Linked DNA regions of Mus musculus: region 2 is linked to region 1. A link is a contact called in public HiChIP or PLAC-seq data. All regions are on one chromosome and are shown on one strand. Each heading gives the region's core, a stretch centred on a gene start, on an enhancer-like site or on the middle of the called end of the contact. The rest is flanking DNA. Distances are from core to core; before and after follow the strand shown.

Region 1 (6,299 bases), core at 1,021-3,520:
AGGCCTCAGAAGACCAGCCCATCAATAATAATTCAACTCCAGGATCCAGTAAGCTAAAAATGCAGGAAAAAGAAGAAATCCACCCACCTCACCTGAGAGGTCAGATCAGTACTCATGTTGCTTTTGAGGGCACTTGATCATCCAATTGATTTGCATTTTGGTCTCTGATAGGAAGAGAGTGAGCAAAAGTTCAAAGTGCGATGTATAAGTGACAGTCCAACCTCACATTGTGAGTCTTTGTTAAAGTTTGGATGTAAACTCTCTTCAAGAAGGTTCATGCTGTGAAGACTCGGTCCTCGGCTCCCAACAGTTGAGAGGTAAGTGGAATGTAAGAACTCTGATCTAATCTGTGGATTGATTCATCTGTGGGTTGTTGGATAATTCTGGATGTAGCATTCATTTCCTCGCTGCCTCAACTCTCTCTTGGCAGCCATGAATGAGCAAGTCCCAGAAAAAAAAATGGAGCCAACCAACTAGACTGTAATCTCTGAAACTATGAGCACAAATAAAGCCTTCACCCCTTCAGTTGTTCATTCCGATACTTTTTCACCCCTACAGTGATGACTGAGTGACTAACACAAGCCTAGGGAGTGATGCCTTCAGAGTCTGAGTGAGTAAGTAGTCGTCATCTCCCACCCAAATCAGGAACTTAACAGAAACTGCTTTGGCAGAGCTCTGTGGAGAAGAGCTATGCCACTGAGCCACGTTCCCACCCAAAATACAGAATGGTATTTGAAGCTTTTAAAAAAGAATAGTAAACTATTAAAGCACCATGGGAAACTTGATAGAACCAAATGGAATTGCCAGGAAATAAGCACCATGATCAAACTTTGTAACTCAGTCAACAGTTTTACAAAAGGCAAGACGAAGTCAAAGAAAAAGTTGGGGAATGGAAAGATGGGTCCATAGAAATCATATAGAATGGAGTAGAGATAAAAAACAAAATGAACCAAAATAAAACAGGGCTGGAGAGATGGCTCAGCGGTTAAGAGCACTGGTGGCTCTTCCAGAGGTTCTGAGTTCAATTCTCAGCAACCACATGGTGGCTCACAGTCATCTGTAATAGGATCTCATGCCCTCTACTGGTGTGTTTGAATACAGCAACAATGTACTCATATAAAAGTAAATGAATCTAAAAGGGGGGAATGACTGCCAGTGAAAACCTTGAAGTCTCCTCATCTGTCACCCAAGCAAATAAATGTCCTTAAACAATAATCCAGGGTAACAGAACTATGGAGCTATGGAGGACAGAGTTTAGACAGAAAAGTCCAGCATGTATTAGTGAGAGTCAGAGGAGGGGGGAGAGACTGTGACAATGTCAATATTTGAAGGCCAAATATTTTTGGCCAAACTTTTTCAGAACTGGCAAAAGCTTGGAATACATCCAGGGACGGCGCTCCTTAATAAATCCATAACAAGATTTCTTTGGCTGTCATATCATTGTGGGTGTTTGAAAGACATAAGAAATTTAAAAATTGTATTAAACAAGATCTACCCCACCCCTCCCTGGAGTGTAAATCCAATGCCAATGTGATAAGACACTTCAGGATAAGCCCCACTCAGGGACGGGGGAGGGGGGAAGACCATAACCTGAAGCCCAGCCGACAGGGCGTGGAGGGTGTTCTTGAGTTAGAATCTTTTCAATCTTCCCCAAAGAGGCATGAATTCTCTCTCTCTCTCTCTCTCTCTCTCTCTCTCTCTCTCTCTCTCCTTCCCTCCCTCCTTCCCTCCCCCCTCTCTCTTTCTTTCTCTCTTTCTTCCTGTCTTTCAAGTCAGTATTTTGGTAAAAATGTGTAATTTCCTCAGAGCATGAGAAAGAAAATCCCACACGGTCCTATATCAACAACACGAGCTAAGGCGCCAGAAAAACCTCACATACTCTGTCTTGTCATGAATTACAATCATTGTTCTGGGAATTTTCTCAAGGGTTGGCTTTTCTTCCTTATAAACAAAGCTACATATCATTCTTGAGGCTGTCTGGTCACTGGGATGCAGGCAGTTGCAGCAATTTTATTTTTCAGGCCAAAGAGTGATGCCCAAGTTGTCCCCAGTAGAGCTCTCCTCATCGAAGACCCATACAGACACACATTTCTCTAGTCTGTCCCAGACCTTTTAGGGGTGGACTCAGAAGTCCTCCTTCTCCAGCTCCACAAGACTGTACTTCTCTTTGCCTAAACATATCACAACAACACAGCTAAGGCTTCACAGAGCTATGAGTAGGGACGGAGCTCCTGAGACGCCTGGCTCAAGGACCGGTACGGTCTGTTCCCAGTTTGCAAGTTAGCCCTGCAATGAAGTTTACAAGACAAAGTTTAATGACCTCTTGGATAAAGAGAAGGAGGCTCAGGGACAGCTTAAACAAACCGGACTGAAAAACAAAGGAAATCATTGTTGGCAAGGCTCTGAGTCATCTTCACCCCTGCTTCCCCACCCGTTTCCTTCCTGTTAGTGATAGCCAGGGGATTCAACCTTTCCCATAGGTGGTCTCAACGTCCTACTGCTAAGGTGGGCATATGGTTTAGGTGTGTGCCCCAGGGGCACATATGCTGAGAGCTTGATTCTCCTCAGTATGAGGATGTTAACAGATCAGTAGACAATTCAAACTTGGGGCCTAGCGGGAAGGTCTTAGCACTTTGAAAGCATGCTTTGGGGAAGGGTTAGTGTAGTTACCCTGTATCCTCAACTCCTTCTCAGTCTCTAGAACTGACTTCCTTTTTATCTATCTATCTATCTATCTATCTATCTATCTATCTATCTATCTATCTATCTATTATCTATTCATTTATGCTGCCATGTGTCCTCTCCCTCTCTCATGAGCTCCCACCAAGATGTCATCTGTCCTGTTACAATATAGCCAGATAGCCAGACAGGCCCTGACCAGAACTGAACCTAAGCTGTTTGGACATTCATCATTCAAAGTGAACCAAATAAACATGGCTTTATATACCACCTGGACTCAAGTGTATTTACTACAGCAACAAAAAAAGGACTAATTCTATGACCTGAGCAGAGGCCCTGGCTCCTTTAGAGCATGGTAGGGGAGCTCCACCCCCTTCAGTTTTATTACCAGTTCTGCTGCTGGTGATATTGGGTTATTTCTCCCATGAAGACAAGACTGACCACAGCAGATAAACAGTCTATGACTCACAGGGATTGCCAGCCACCTTGAGAGTCTGCTGTCTACAGTGTCTGGGCTCTCCCCTTTTCTTGCCCTCCCCACCACACACTCTTCCTTGCTCATCAACCTTCAGTGGCTTCTCATTATTTCCAGTCTCAGGACCAGACTCAGTTGGTCTAGTTTTCAAGGCCTTTCTTCATCTAATCCCGATCACAGTCTAACTGGACTCTCAAAATTCATTTTCTCTTCTGGTTCTGAGCCTGGGGTGCCCGAAGGGGTGTTTGGAAATGCGTGCAAGCATTGAGTTGATACAAGGGTGGAGGTGGCAACTGGCACTGGGTGGCAGGGTCCAGGTGTGAGAGTTGCCCTCTGGGGCCCAAGACAATCCCACACACTGATTGCCATCCATGATTCCTGCTGAGGAATGCTGCTTGATACTGGCCAGTCCCGGTCACTTCCCACCCATCAAGCCCATTACATCCACTTCTTGTTGCCATCCCACCCCCATTTCTTTGTGTTCTACCAGTTGTGAAGACCTGCTTGCTGGATGTCCATCTGAAACCACCATCTCCTTCAGGCCTCAAGCCACTGTCGACACGAGAGTCGAGTGGGCAGACCTGAAAGGTATGGATGTTGGACTCATACAAACCCATGTGTGAATCTCACGTTACCATTTTACCCATGTTACCCAGGGAGAGAGCCACTTCCTCCAGCCAACCCTCGCCTCTAAAACAGCCATGGTGACAGTACCTGCCATCATGTGAGAAGGATCCATGAGAGTTGAACATTACAAGGTCAGGTAAAGTGCTTAGCATTACGTAGCACGTGGTCAGAACTCCAGTGAAGCCATTATTTAAAAGACTCCTTTCAAATGAAGTTCGTACTCAATATGCCCCCACAGAGTTGCTGTTTACCCTACTAAGACTTCGAAGTTTCTTTATTCTAGACAAGGACTGCACAGAAAGTGTTATTTCTGTTGTTGTTCTTGTTATTGTTATTTTTGATTCTTTTTAAAATTCATCCACAAAAGCTGCCATCAGATATAAGCTACTAAGAAACTACAAAAGAAGAGTGGTCTCCTTCTGCATGGCCCCTGGAATCCTTCTTGTCAAGGTGCCTGGAGATCATGCTTGGTTATGCTCCACAGGTGCACAGCTCCAAGGAGACCAAAGAGTAGAAAGGTGGCTCTCTACATCTCCTTGAGGGCAGAGACTCCCTCTGAGGAACGGTGCCCGATGAATGCTAAATGTGAGATGTCACATCCTGGCATGGACCGTTCCTTGCCGAGACCCTTCCAGTGTCTTTCTCTTCCTTATCTGCTTCGGCACTAATGGAATTCTGTTGAGTAACACATGGCTGTTCTCCATGGTTTTCAGAAAGGCTATTGTCTGCTCATCAAGGAATGGCTTCATGGCATGTCCCCAAGGCTATGAGGGTCACAGATATGCAAGGATGTATGTGAGTGTTTGGGACTGACTGGCCTGGGCTTACTGGCCACAACCTAAGTCTCTATTTTCTTTGAGCTGGCTCTCAGCCCATATCGAGGGGATGACTGATGAAAGGTAAGGGTGTGACTTTCTCAGCAATCCTTAATGATGAAAGTTGAGGAAATCCCCAGTAAGAGGTGACCAAGAATGATACAGAAAGGAAGGAGGCCCAGTGAACCCTTCTTTATGAGATCCCCAAAGTCTAAAGGGAGGTCTGTAGAGAAGACATCTTCCTCTAAAACTCAAGTTGAAATGGACCAGCCCCTGTGACCACAACAGGAAGTGTTCAGGTCATGAAGCTCTTCGGCTGGAGCAGAGCTGTTGTTATAACAGAGCTGGTTATTAGTAGAGTGAGTTGTTATTTTAATTTTCCACCATATTGTACCCTCTGCCATGAAATGAGGTAGCAAGAAATTCCTCACCAGATGCTGGTGCCTTGATCTTGGACTTCCTAATTTCTAGGGCTGCAGAAACAAGTTTATTTTCTTTATAAATCACCCAGTCTGTAGTATTCTGTTATAGCAACTGAAAATAAAGATACTGGTATTCTAAATGCCCTAGAGAAATAGTTTACATTCAAGGCATTGAATTTTCTTTGTTTCAAGAAAACCTACAGAATCAACTAACCTGGACACATAGGGCCGCACAGACAGTGAACCATGTGGAACCTCTAACAGCAGGAGCAAGGAGCTGTCTCTGACTCAATTGTCTGCCCTTAGATCTCTTTCCCCTAACTGGATGGCCTTGTCTAGCCTCAATAGAAGAATATTTGTCCATTCCAACTACAACTTGATATGCTAGGGGTTTGTTATGCATGGGAGGTCTCCCCTTCTCTGAGAAGAAAGGGGGGCATAGAGAGAGGGGAGGTGAGAGGAAAGAATTGGAAGGAGAGGAGAGAGAGGGAGCTTTGATTGGGATGTAAAGTAAATTAATTAATTAATGGAAGTGAAGAGAATTTTCAGTGTTTGGAGATAAAGAACTGGTACAACCAGAACCAGGTCAATGAATGGGCAGAGTAGCCTAGACCATTCTGGTTGAAGGAACAAGAAACAAACACGAGAAATCACCTTGGGTCCAGCTCTGGTTCTGGCCCTGCGAGGCCAGGGGATTCTGAGTCTCTCACACAGTTGCTCTTGTCCTCTATCTTCTTGCTTCTCCATTGACTAATGGTCAATAAGAGCTAATTCAATGAGTACAATGATCCAGTTAGAAAGTCAATAGTTTTACTCAATGAACTGATAGGTATTTATGATGTTCATGCTGTTAGGTTTGTCTGCTAGCCCTTTCTAGGGAAGATTTTATTTCACCCACCATTCACATCCACCATCCACAAAGTCCTCTTGAGGATATCTAGTACTCCAGGCTTACCCCAGATGTACTGAGGGCTTCCATCTGCTCAGATGTTGCTTACATCCTGGCCCTAGGCTCTAAGCCCTCCTCCTGACTCTTTAGCATCTCCTCTGGCTCATCTCCCAAGCCCAGGGCAGGAGTAGCTCCATCAGAAGTGTGGGTCAGAGGTGCTTCTTTCCAAAAGCCAGCCTCATGTTGGCCGCAATGTTTGCTTCTCTTGTTCCTCTAGGTTAATGGTGCTCAGCCCTCCTAGTGCTGCACCCCTTTAATACAGTTCCTCATGTTGTGATAATCCTCAACCATAAAATTATTTTCATTACTACTTCATAATTGTAATTTTGCTA
Region 2 (6,299 bases), core at 2,404-4,903, 120 kb before region 1:
TGCTCCACAGAAATGAACACGTGCTCATGCAAAGACCATTTTGTGACAATATTAAGAGGCTGTTTGACCCCTTGTTGATAGCCACTTATGCTATGATGGGAGGAATTGTCATACTAATAATTATTTTGTTTAAGTGTCTCACAGGCAGCTCTCCATAAATAAGGTGACCATCTAGGTGCTTGAAAATCCTGATTGCAGCCCCCTAAGGAAGTGATCAAAGCATTGATGGCAGAAATCTGTGAGACTACTTTGTAGGCTGTCCCTTGTGTGATATGCCTCTGGAGTGATGTCTCTTTGAGGGCTGGTAGTCAATAATGAGTAAGATCCTGGAAGACAGGATAACCTAAGGCGTACAATCCAGTATACTGGGGATCCTTCAAGGTGGGGTCAACAATAAAGAGACAATGGCACACAGGTACTCTGGCTTCCACTAGGCTGTCAAAGTTTAAAAACAAAAGGGTAAAAATGTAGGAGCAACGGCAATTACATAAATGCTGGGGGCCGTGCAGTCCCAAAGGCATCTCCTGCAGGAGGACCTAATTGAGAACTGCCTAAGAGTCCAAGGACTGCTGATTCATACAGAGCCAACCAATCAGGAACTGCTGTTTAGAAGAGATGCTTTCTTGGGACCAATGGAGCACGGGTGGAGGGTATTAAAGGAGCTTGCAGCAGTGCTGAGACAAGCTTGCTGCGGCATTTCTCTCCTGCTCCTGGAGTCTGTGTCTTTGATTCTGTGTCACTTCCCCTCCAACCCCCAAGGGCAAGTAGGGTTGGAGAACGGGTGGTTCAGGGCACAGGCATCACCTGGCGCCCAGCGATTTGAAAAGCATTCATAGCTGTCGTGACAGATACGACCTTAGATTATAAAACAGATGACCGAATGAATTAACTGTTAACAGTGTGCCATGGAATACTATTCAGTGAGAAAAAAGGCGATAACTACAGATAAAAAAGGATAACCAGAATGGATGTCAAAGCCATTATACGGAGACAAATAAACCAGTCTTAGCTGGCCACCTACCTGTGCTTATATAACATTCCAGAAAAGGTCAACCAAAAGAAGGGAGAGAGAGAGACAAGGCTGGAAAGAGGCAGCAAGAGGGAGTTTCCTGAGGCGACGGAACTCGTTTGTAACCTACTCTGGAAGGTTTACATGTGTCTTAAAATTCACAGAAATAAAAGGCCACTTTCTGCATGTGACTTTTAAAGAAAACAAAAATATTGGCTTGCAATTATTGAACACTTGCCACTCGCTCAGTCCTTTTTGAATTGTGTGGTCCAAGGTCATGAAAGGAAAGGGGCTTCTTCCAGCCCCAGCCTCCCTTCCTCCACCGAGACTTCCTTATCTCTTTATCTGAGCACAGGTAAGCCTGGAATCTCAGGGCAGTGTAACATGAGTACTGGTGACAGCCTTAAGAAGACTCTTCCACTTGGCCTGTTCTTGGGTCCATAAGTCGGTACATGTGGTCTGTCTCCTATTACTGGGAGCTTTGGGATGGCTGGAAGTGCCAAAGATCTTCCAAGCAGGACTCAAGCTTGGGGCAGGAGGCTAGCTGAGAATGTCAGTTCCTGAAATCAATCCTCTCTGCACAGACCATACTAAAATCTGACCCTTGACACAGGCATAGATAGGACCTAAAAGGCCACCCTGGTCCCTAAGGGTTGTTCCTAAACCAGGACTACTACCCCAGCTGCCCTGGAATCAGGCACTCACAAATTAAGTCTCAGAAAGATAAGTGCTTGGTGCTTGGAGATTGTACTGTAGGTAGGGGGCTTCATATCACACCTAAGAGAACCTGAGCTTAATTCCCCAGCACCCAGGAGAAGCCAGGCGTAAAGGGTGCCTCTGTAACCCAGTGCCAGGAACAGGGGCAGAGACAGAGATCCCTGGAGCTCCAGGGTCAGCAACACACACACACACACACACACACACACACCCACACACACAGAGAGAGAGAGAGAAAGAGAGAAAGAGAGAGAGAGAGAGAGAGAGAGAGAGAGGTATGAGCATACACATGGTAAAGAGAAACTAAAGAATTAAAGAGGCATTTGATGTTGGCTTCTGTCCTTCACACACATGGGCATGCACCACACACCTGGATGACACATGCACACACATGAACAACACACATATACACATGCCAAAGAGGAAAAAAAAAGTAAAAATAAATAGCACTCTAGTTAAAAAATTTTAAAAGCCCTCCACAATTAAAAGTCTGCTTGAATTCTTCTTGTAGACTCTACAGGCAGGCAAGGGCTCTTGGTGGTCAGGCCTGGATAGTCTAGGTGTCCCATAGTTCTGTCCTGGCTTGGATGAAGCCAAGCGATGGGGAGCATGGGGTTCTGACCTCATGTCAGTGGTATGTCTCTAGTTCAGCGTGTCTGCCTTCTCTCTGGGTGTCACTGTGCGGGGCTGACCTCCACATGCCTTTTCTGCATATGTCCCTGACCAACTGTGCAGGGAGCCAGGCTCTGCCAAGGTCCACGGGAAGAATTCAGCTTAGCCCCTGCAGGAGAAGACAGAGAGAAAGTGTGCCAGGGTCAGGTGGAGGGAGACATGTGAGATGGAGACCACTGAGTGGAATTTCAAAGAAATAACGGGGAGGAGGCAGACGCGAGCTTGGAGGGTCTTAAGAAGTACGGATTATTTGTCAAAACCTGAAGGCAAGACAATTAAGTGGATTGAGGACCACTCTGAGGGCTTGCTTTCATTTATTTTCTCAGGAAAGGCACAGAGCGGATAGGATTACCAAGATCACACAGAGAGATGATGTCAGTAGGTGATCAGAGAGCGGGACTGGTGGGGGCAGCCCCCCAGCTCTCACCCCCCCCACAGACTCCAGTTCCTCTGGATGGGAAGCCAGGAGTTCAGCAGAGACAAGAGCATACAGCCGCTGATGTCCCCCGACAACATTGTGCTGTGTGACCACGGCTCACAGGAACCATGGCTGCAAGTGGCACCTACTCCATTGTCAACATTCATAAACGTTTAAAGGAGGGGCCTGTGAGATGGCTCAGTGGGTAGAGATACTTGTTGCTACACCTGAAAACCTGAATTCCCTTCCTGGCACCTAACCTACAGGGTGGAGAAAAACAGCTCCCGAAAGTTGTTCTCTGACCTTCATATGTGCACTGAGCACACGTGAAAATAAATGAATGCAACTGAAAGGTTTAAATGAAATATTGAAATTTTACTCTTAAACATGCAATAATGATCCACCTCTTTCATCCCCATCGTCTGGATCATCCCCTCCCCCACCCCACCACATACTGCAAGCCAACATTGCTCCTCATTAAAAAGTTGTATTGCATTTATTGAGTGTGTGTGTGTGTGGGGGGGGGGATGGTGTTTGTACCATGGGACACATGTGGAAATCTGAGAACTTCTAAGAGTTCGTTCTCCTTCTACCACGTAGGTTCCAGGGATCTAATACAGGCTTTTGGGCTTGGCCACAGTGTCTTTTCCCACTGAGCCATCTCTCCAGTCCTTATTCCTCCCTTCCTGTCCCACCCGCATTTAACAGTGTCTGAAACAGGAAATGACTGTACAGGGCATTTCCTTGCTTCCGGGCAGCGTGTTTGTGGTGCACTGTCCAATCAACAGCATGTGGTACTTACATCTCAAAGGACATTGTAGTGGACTTTATTTGACTGAAGGTTTCTAGCTGAGTCACTGGCAGATGGCTGAGTCATGGTTCCTGTCTGTGCAGTCATTTGTGTGTTCCTTAAGAATGATGTCATCTTGTCATTTGTTTGCTTTCCCGTGTCCTTCTGTAGACATCCCAGAAGTGCCCTTTAACTCATCTCCTGGCAAGGATCTCCAGGGCAGGTGCTGCTAGCGACAGGATTGTTCTTTCTCAGTGGGTCCAATATCACTGTGCAAACTGTCTAACGGCAGCTTAGCGAAAGACAGCACATGCATTCACGCACATAGGAATTCCAAGTAAGAGTTGGTGACATCCGGAATGTGCACTGCACCACTTACAATAAACAGCAGGCTACACCGTATTCTTTACTGCAACTTCTCGACCCTCCTGTTTCTCCCAGGAGTCTTTCGTCCCCCCCCCCCCGCCCCCAAATCTTGTGTTCATAACAAACACATGTAGTTCTTACAGAATCCCTGAATCAAATATTAGCTGCGGAACTCTGTAATATCGCCTTGTTATGTCCTGTTACTCACAACCTGGTGGCTTTAGAGTTGAATTGTCATTAAAGCGCCTCATTTGTAGCTTTGCCAATCGCCTAGTGGAAATACTTTCACTCTCATCAATGCCAAGCAACTGCGACATTACTGAATGTGGCCTTGGGAAGAGGGATTTGTTAGACTTCCACTATGCAAATTTAGTAGCACCCCATTATGCTTGGGGGGAGGGGGTGATTTCCAAACGGCGAATGAGACTGCAGCTACCTAGTGCCTGGCTTTCTGTATGCTATTTTCCCCATACATACATGCTCATGGTTAATTTATACATTTGGTACCCTAAGAGATTAAAACTGTAACTAATAATAAGATAGAACAATGATAGCAATCTCTTTCTTATAAGTTGTTTAAAACTTGTGACTTGTTTCATTTCTGGAATTTTCCATTTAGTTAATATTTTCAGACTGTAGTTGTCTGGGGCAACGGAAATGCTGGAAAGTGAAGTTTCAGCTTAAAGTTCTAGTTCAGTCAGGCTGCAACCGGGCAATAGCTGCGAATCATAAAGAATTGCTTGGCCCTCAGCTTCACTGATCTACTTCACCTGCAGAAACCTCGTGCCCTGGTATTGAACAACTCACCCTTCTCCCAGTCAAACCACAAAAATGGCTGCAACTCCCTGGTAGTTACCTGCACTTGTGTGTGTGTGTGTGTGTGTGTGTGTGTGTGTGTACCTGCCCCTAGCCCCTATAAAGGCACTCCACCTTCACTGGGAAGCCTGAGGCCCCAGCTCTTCTATTAAAGTGGGTCCAGCTCACTGAGATCAAGTCTGTCTGCCTCTACGCCTCATTTTTCTTACATCTGGTGCTAAGACCCTCTTAGGGCCTTCCCAGCTTTAAGCCCTCTTTCCCCCCTTCCCTGGGGGCATTCCTTTGGGAGCACACACCTCCCCCAAACTCACTATATAAGCTAAACAGTCACCAGCCTGACAGAAGACCTTAGTTATTCTCGGGTCACCTCTGCCTCTGTGTGTAGCCTAAGTCCTGTGGATGGAACCTCAGTTCTTGGGACTATTGGTACTCCATGTAAACCCCTCTGGATCCTGATCCTCTCGGTTCTACTCCCAGTCTCTCCTTCCTCTGACTCTTCTTCCTCTAACCTCTTCCACTCAGCCTTTTTCTGATCTTTAAGTTAAGAGTCTTTTTGTTGTTTTGATGGCTGCCGTCCACACACCCAAATTCTACAGGACAGGATGATTGTCCGTCTGGGTCTGACTCAGAGGCACTGACCAGATCCCAGAAGTTTCAGGAGCTTCTCGCTCCTTTGATCACAAAGTCTTAGAGGTTCCTCTGAAACCACATTACCTTGTGACTCTCTGAGTCATGTGAGTGTGGGTGTGCACTCTCCTAATATGTGGATTTTCATCCTTCTCCAAACCTGGGGGACGCCTCAGGCATCAGGAGAAGACACTCCACTAGTCCTGCCTGTCATTTCAAATTTAAACCAAATTCTAAAATGTGTTCTAAGTTATCTTTCTCAAAGGCTTGTCTCTGAGGGAATTTTGAAAAGTGCCACCAAACTCGTTCAGTCATCCACTCAAGTGGCCCTCCGCGGTCCTCCCATAAGGGAACTGCTGATCCCACTTTGAAACATTCAATTTTGACGTTCTTACATACCTAAGTGACTTTCTCAGACCAACTCCAAAGGGTCTGAGGCCACTCAGTTGCACCCTACGCTCCCTCCCCGCAAGGTCATTTTAACCCTTCTCATCCCTGGCACTACGCTGGGTCTTCATGCCCGCACTTTCTAATTGGTCCCCAAGCCTGCTTTGACCAACTGAGATAGGATGGCCTTTTTGATCTTGGAACTTCTTTGCCTTGTGCCTTTGTTTCTGCATCACCAAGTTTAGATACTCCTGCTCCCTGAGATCAAGTGTGTCGGCCTCTATGCCTCATGTTTCTTACATCTGGTGCTGAGACCCTCTTAGGGTCTTGCCTGCTTAAGCCCCCTTTCCTCCTTCCCTGCCTCCATCTGCAGACATATACGAAAACTGGGTATAACTATGTAGATCACTAGGTTCAGTCTTTGAGAGATTCAAATATATTTGGGGGTATGGATAATATTTTAAAAATTGTCACAGAACTGTCTCAGGTTGTCTAGC

What was found. HiChIP or PLAC-seq counts read pairs in DNA pulled down with a chosen protein or histone mark.
Region 2: a contact with region 1 is called in an HNF4G HiChIP or PLAC-seq map of pancreatic cancer cells. The contact joins two enhancer-like sites. A contact is called at or near these places in 1 of 484 Hi-C or Micro-C datasets (nephron progenitors) and 5 of 115 datasets of contacts at active chromatin or transcription factors (a colorectal cancer cell line, embryonic fibroblasts, fibro-adipogenic progenitors and 2 more).

The regions. Positions count from the first base shown.
Region 1 is chr7:66,598,926-66,605,224 of GRCm38.p6, forward strand. No RefSeq gene overlaps it. Among named protein-coding and RNA genes, the nearest start is that of Gm33570, 20 kb to the left of the region's middle. Within about 2 kb of position 2,271, at least 56 of the 459 cell types and tissues checked have an H3K27ac peak or open chromatin away from gene starts, as enhancers often do. A contact at or near this core is called in pancreatic cancer cells and trophoblast stem cells, where this site is marked.
Region 2 is chr7:66,474,033-66,480,331 of GRCm38.p6, forward strand. No RefSeq gene overlaps it. Among named protein-coding and RNA genes, the nearest start is that of Gm33515, 49 kb to the left of the region's middle. Within about 2 kb of position 3,654, at least 45 of the 459 cell types and tissues checked have an H3K27ac peak or open chromatin away from gene starts, as enhancers often do. A contact at or near this core is called in pancreatic cancer cells and trophoblast stem cells, where this site is marked.